Regions from separate parts of the Mus musculus genome. Here region 2 is linked to region 1. Evidence: chromatin contacts called from public promoter capture Hi-C data. All regions are on one chromosome and are shown on one strand. Each heading gives the region's core, a stretch centred on a gene start, on an enhancer-like site or on the middle of the called end of the contact. The rest is flanking DNA. Distances are from core to core; before and after follow the strand shown. Region 1 holds the start of Htt (huntingtin). Region 2 holds the start of Msantd1 (Myb/SANT-like DNA-binding domain containing 1).

What was found. Capture Hi-C pulls out chosen DNA fragments and counts their contacts.
Region 2: a contact with region 1 is called in a promoter capture Hi-C map of liver. The contact joins the promoter of Msantd1 here to the promoter of Htt in region 1. A contact is called at or near these places in 4 of 39 promoter capture datasets (the HPC-7 cell line, embryonic stem cells, second pharyngeal arch cranial neural crest and 1 more), 1 of 484 Hi-C or Micro-C datasets (the MNK3 cell line), 1 of 115 datasets of contacts at active chromatin or transcription factors (memory CD8 T cells) and 3 of 9 other capture datasets (adipose tissue, embryonic stem cells and liver).

Annotation. Positions count from the first base shown.
Region 1 is chr5:34,760,316-34,763,127 of GRCm38.p6, reverse strand. It overlaps Htt (huntingtin), which reads right to left and starts at 1,388. Exons shown (of 67, transcript NM_010414.3): 1 at 1,019-1,388. The coding sequence starts at 1,221.
Region 2 is chr5:34,914,339-34,917,338 of GRCm38.p6, reverse strand. Msantd1 (Myb/SANT-like DNA-binding domain containing 1) reads right to left here and starts at 1,424. Exons shown (of 3, transcript NM_207277.1): 1 at 1-1,424.

The sequences.
Region 1 (2,812 bases), core at 139-2,638:
CAGCATGGATTTCCAGGAAATGTTTTGAGCGTCTCTTTTCTCTTAGAGCACTGTGACTCATGGTCTCTCTTCTGTTTCAATATTCTCTCCAGTCACAAGCAGCTAGCTTCCAAAGATCTATAAGATGTCAGCAAAGAACTAAACAGGAACTTTTACTGGCACAAAGTCAGAGTCAGAGTGGCCTATGTTCTAAAACAAGCCTGTCTGCAACACTAGTAAAATTCATTCCCCGGTGAAAACTGAGCACCACCAATGTATCCGTTTTATATAGAACAAAAAATCGATAGGCAGTTAAGTATAAGTCGACTCTTTCATATATATGCACACATATAGTTTTTTATTAATAATCACACCTAAGTAACTCACCATGTACTTGACAAATACAACTCATCCAACTGCCTGCAGACACACAGAAGCACACCTCTCTGGCTATGCTTAAAACCTGGTTTAACTACACTACACCACAAACTAAATGAAACGCCAGGAGAGTACGAAGTGCCTCGAGTCACAGGCTGCTTCAAGTGTCACTTGGAAAAAGAATATCCCATTGGATGCGTTCACACTCCCCCGCCCTCAGCACTCCCGCCGAGACCTCCTAAAAGCATTATGTCATCCACTACCCGCACATCTCTCACGCTGTCCTGCACTCCCAGCTCTTAGGCCTGATGAGGAGGTAACCCTAGAGATCTCTGCCTCTCCAAGTTCTCTTCACAACAGTCATGTGCGCCACCGCCCCAGTTTCTCCAGAAGAGAGAAACAAGTTCGTTCCCTAACTTCGCAAACTGGGAACGGCGAAGGCACTGGAGTCGTGACGCCCCTCAGCGAGTCCCTGGCTGGCCTGACCCGGCTCTGTCTCCTCTGAGGGAGGCCAGAGACCCCGCAAGACGAGGGCCCGGGCCGGGAAAGCCTGGCCTCAGGGAGGTACCGCGACCCTCTGGACAGGGAACAGTGTTGGCCATGCCCAGCACGCAGGCCAGGGGCGCGGGGCCCGGGCGGGAGCTGCGGCGCCCGGACTCACGGTCGGTGCAGCGGTTCCTCTGCCGGACCTGGCAGCGGCGGTGGTGGCGGCGGCGGCTGCCCCTGAGGCGGCGGCTGAGGGGGTTGAGGCGGAGGCGGCGGCGGCGGTGGCGGCGGCGCCTGCGGCGGTGGCTGCTGCTGCTGTTGCTGCTGAAACGACTTGAGCGACTCGAAAGCCTTCATCAGCTTTTCCAGGGTTGCCATGACGGCTTCCTGCCCGATGGGACAGACCCTGAAGACTTGGAGCCTACTGGCACTACGCGGCGCCACTTAGCAGCAAGGCAATGAATGGGGCTCTGCGCGGCAGGCAGAAGCGGAACCAAGGCGCTCAGCCATCTTGGGCCCGTCCCGGCAACCCTCGCGGCGAGTGCGTCCCGTGACGTCATGCCGGCGGAGACGAGGCCACGCCAGACCCGCAGAATTGACAGGCGGATGCGTCGTCCTCTTTCCCGAAGTCAGGACGCAGGCCTGCGGGGCCTCTGCTAGTTTAAGACTCTCCGCCCCGCCGATGTGGCCCCGCCCCTTCCCGCAAAAGCCAGCCCCCCTTAGTGAAGAGGGCCAAGCAAGAGGATGAGGTGGGCGGGGCGGGCTGCTAGATGAGGGACGGAGCTGAGCGGAGAGTGGGCTTTAGGGCGGCTCCCTGGCACCAGCGATAGAAAAGAAGTGAGGAGGTGGGCAGAGGAGTTGGGGAGACCCGGAAGGAAGAAAAGGTTGGAAAGGGGAATGACAGCGAAGAAATTTTCCTGCGTAAAGCCACCCTACACCTGGAGTCACCGGGAAAGCGATTGTGGAGCTCGGAACCCGAAACCCAAAGCAGCTCTCTCTTCCACAAGCCAGGTGGTGGCCTGAGCTTCCCGAACGCAGCGTGCTGGGAGCTCCCTGCAATGAGAAGGGAACCAGAGTGACCTGTATTCAGGACCAAAGAACCCTTTATGATCCGTGGACCCCGAAGCCCCAGAAGTGTCTGCAGTAGAGAAGGCTGAGAAAGGGTTTCAAGCAGGCAGCGAAGGCTGAGAAAGGGTTTCAGGCAGGCAGCAGTAGTTACTGTCCAAAGAAAGGCTGTGTTTCATGCAACTTTGGTCACACACTCTACATTGAGACACGGACCCTGGAAAGTGCTGTGGCAACCAGCCAGGACCTACAAGGGGTCTCATTGCCACCAGCGCTGAAGTCCTTGTCTCTAGAGCCTCCATCTCCCAAAGGTGAGCAATTAAAGCAGGAAGCTGAAAATGGTGTGGATACACCCAAGCTGCCCCTGCAGTCTGCCCAGCAAAAAGTGTTGGCTTCAACCGGGCATGGTGGTGCATGCCTTTAATCACAGCACTTGTAGAATGCTTTTTGAGTAGCATGCACGAAGCTCTGAGTTCAATCCCTGCATTTTATAAACCAGGGGTGGTAATCATGTACTCTGCAGGTAGAACGAGGATCAGGAGTTCCAGGTTTTCCTTGGCTTCATAGTGAATTCAAGTCAGCATGGGCTGTATCAGAACTTGTCTCAAAAGAAAAAGGAAAAGGAAAAAGCCAAGCAGTGATAGAACACACCTTTAATCTCAGCAGTCTGGAGGCAGAGGCAGGCAGATCTCTGAGTTATAGGTCAGCCTGTTCTACAAAGTGAGTTCCAGGACAGCCAGAGCTACATAGAAACCCTGTCTCAAACAAACAAACAAAACCGTTCCGGCTTCAGAAAAAGCTGTCTGGAGGTGATCCATGCAGTGAGAAACCCAATGAAGCTTCAGGCTACCTGTAAGAATCAAATGCCCTATTCCATGGCCATAAGGCACTCCATTTTCTCGAA
Region 2 (3,000 bases), core at 175-2,674, 150 kb before region 1:
CTCCCAGCCCTCCTCCCACCCTGCTGGCCCTCTAGGCCCCAGAAGAGACTTGCTTTCACTGTGCCTGACAGGCTCCTACATGGGCATCTAGGCAGTAGTCCCTACCTCAGCCCCACCTGATTTATATAGGTTAGAGTCCAGGGAGGCCCAAGATGGGCAAGTAGTATGCTGAGACATAAGGTGCAGGGTTACAAAGGAGGTGGAGGCCCTGATACTGCCTTGATGGCTGTTCGTGTGGTGAGGTCCTTGCTGAGAGGTCACCCTCTTCTCAGAGGCCTGCCAAGCTTTACTGAAGCCGGTCCTCATAGGGCCCAGCCTTCTCCCCATTGACTCTGCTTCTCTTGTTTAACTAATGCAACCCCCTGGGTGTCAGGTTGTGTGGGTGCTGGGAAGCCAGGCAAGTCAGAGCTAGACCTTGCCTAGCCATGCCGGCCTGAAGGACACAGATGTTGACCTTCAACATGGGGAGAAGCATAAGCACAGCCCTGACGGAAGGGGCAAACCGAGCTGAGCTGAGGAGGCCCCTCAGCTGAGGAAAAGTGGCTGCAGTCAGAGGGTAACTTCAATGTCCTGAGCAGGGCTAGTCCTCAAGAGACACAGCAGTGTTGGGGTGGGGACAGGCAAAACATCAAGAGGAAGGGTTAATATGCCCACAGGGCTAGGCAGGGACCTCAGGCTGAGGAGGCAGCAGAGCAAGAATGTAGAATGTGGAATCCGCAGAGGGGAAAGTTACCACAGGGCATCAATAGCTAACATCTGGAAGGCAAGTCACAAATGAGACTACATGGACCTAAGACCCTCATGCTAGGCTGGCTGTTGTGGACACACAGTCTAGTCTGATCCTAGACTCTCTGGGCCCAGTACTCTATTGGTAGTCATGCCTGGTCTCCAAACAACTAGTTAAAACTCTCTGGTCAGCAGAACAACAGTGGTCTTTGTTGGCTTTCCCCCTGCCTGATCAAAGATAGGAAGAACTTAGACTGGAGAAAGCAATGTCTCTGGGCTTCCTGTGTCCACTGTAAGGAGCATAGTCAGTAACTTACTGGGTAGGGGGAGTGACCTGAGTTTCAATCCAAAATTAGAAATGAAAAGGAGGCAGAGGGTTGCCCCTGGAGGTCTTGCTGTCATTTCATAGGTTCAGGTGAATGTCAGGCTTCCTCTCTGAACCTTGGGAGTCATTTTGGGACTTCCTACTGCTGAGCTAGCAGACAGATACCCACGATTGTTCCATTTCTCCTAAAAGAGTACCCAGAAGGTCTGCAAAAACTCCTCTTCCTGCCAAAGTCAGATAGATACTGAGCATGCCAGGCATACTACTGGCCTGCTGGTTCATTGCTGCCCCCTAGTGCTGAGCATGGAACCTGGGTCTGGTTCTCAGAGCTCAGTGCCTAGAAATTACCTCCTTCCTCCAGGAAGGACCCCCTGTTCTTTAGGCTCAGAAGATTGATCCTTGAGGAGCAAGGAACTAGGAACCTGCCCTACTGCCTCCACAGACAGCATCTCCAGCTAACAAGGAAAGACAAGACAAGCACAACCTGGGGCCTAAAAACTCAGTATGTATATACTAGGCTGGCCCTGTCTCTGCCTCCCGAGTACTGGAATTAAAAGTGTATTGTCACTATGCTTAGCTTCAAGCTGCTAGCTTTTAAACCTAGCTCTGTGTGACCTTAGCAATGGATTCCAGCCTCAGTGTCCTCATCTCTAAAATAACAAGAGCCGGCTAAATGACTATAAATGACTTAGCAAAATGTTGGCCTAAGGGATATGGGGAGATCCTAGGTCCTCATCCGCCATCTCTTAGTCCTTTCTACAAATTTCCTTAGAGTGTCTGGAGTGTTCAAAGCCAGACCAGTGGCTATCTGTTGGCTAATGGATATCACTGCCATTACTCAAGGTCCTATAGTTAGATGGCTGAAGAGGAAAGATCTATAACAGCTGCTTGCCCAAGTTCCAGGATATAGAAGGCACCAGAGCCAGCCTGGCAGGAGCTACTCCATACCAACATAACACTTTGGTTGACACCTAGATGGGGGTAAGATGGGCTCCCACCTCCTCTTCTCAGGCATGTGGGCATCAGCAGTCCCAGGTACAAAGTGGCCTTTGTGGAGGCACCTCCTAGAGCAGAGTCCTTGCCTGGCTTCCATGGACAAGAATGAACAGGTGTTTGTCCAAGCCTCAGCTGCCCCTACCTAGGGTGGGACATTTCCTATTTCTATTCAGGGTAGAGTTCCATACCTTGACACAGCTGCATGGCCTGCTAGGACCCTCAGTTGTCACAGGATGAGAAGGCAGGAGGCTGAGGACTAGGTCCCCAGTAGAACCTGAAGGGAAAGGGGGCAGGTCAGCTTTAGAAAGTATCTCTTAAGAGAGGCCAGGCACTCTGAATGGGGTCAAGACTGGTTCTGTTGTGAGCTGGCGAAACCTACTTAGGCTCCCTGGGTTTGGTTTCCCCTCTACATAATGAGTGTGGGGCAAATCTGAAACTTGTATTTATGGAACCTGTTCAGGATGCAAGAAACCAGGCCTGACTAGGGTGATAGCAGCCAAGCTCAGCCTATATTGATAGAAGCCAGAGTAGAAAATGACCAGTTTTAGTGGGATGCCAGGTAACTTTTGAGAGAACTGAGCCTGTACTGGTGGGAGAAATTTAGGGGTTGAAGACTTGACAAAGGCCTGGAAGTGTATGAAATGTGTGTACATGTGACAGTGGCTAAGTACAGCCTTGACTAAGGTAGTAGGACATGGGTCTAGGAAGCTTTGGAGCACTAAGGCGTTTGAACTGCTCTGGGTGGTTAGTGAGGCACAGCTTATCTCTGTGGTGGGTAGTGAGAGGGATTATGACCTACCTTAGAATTGGATTGTCACAGCAATTCCTGGGGCCTTACAACCTAGCCTGGGATAGAGGCCTGGGCAGCTAGGTAGTTTAGCTTGCACGTTAGACGTTGCTATCACACGTCAATAAGGAGTCCAGACTCTTAACCTTTGACACTCTGCCTTTGT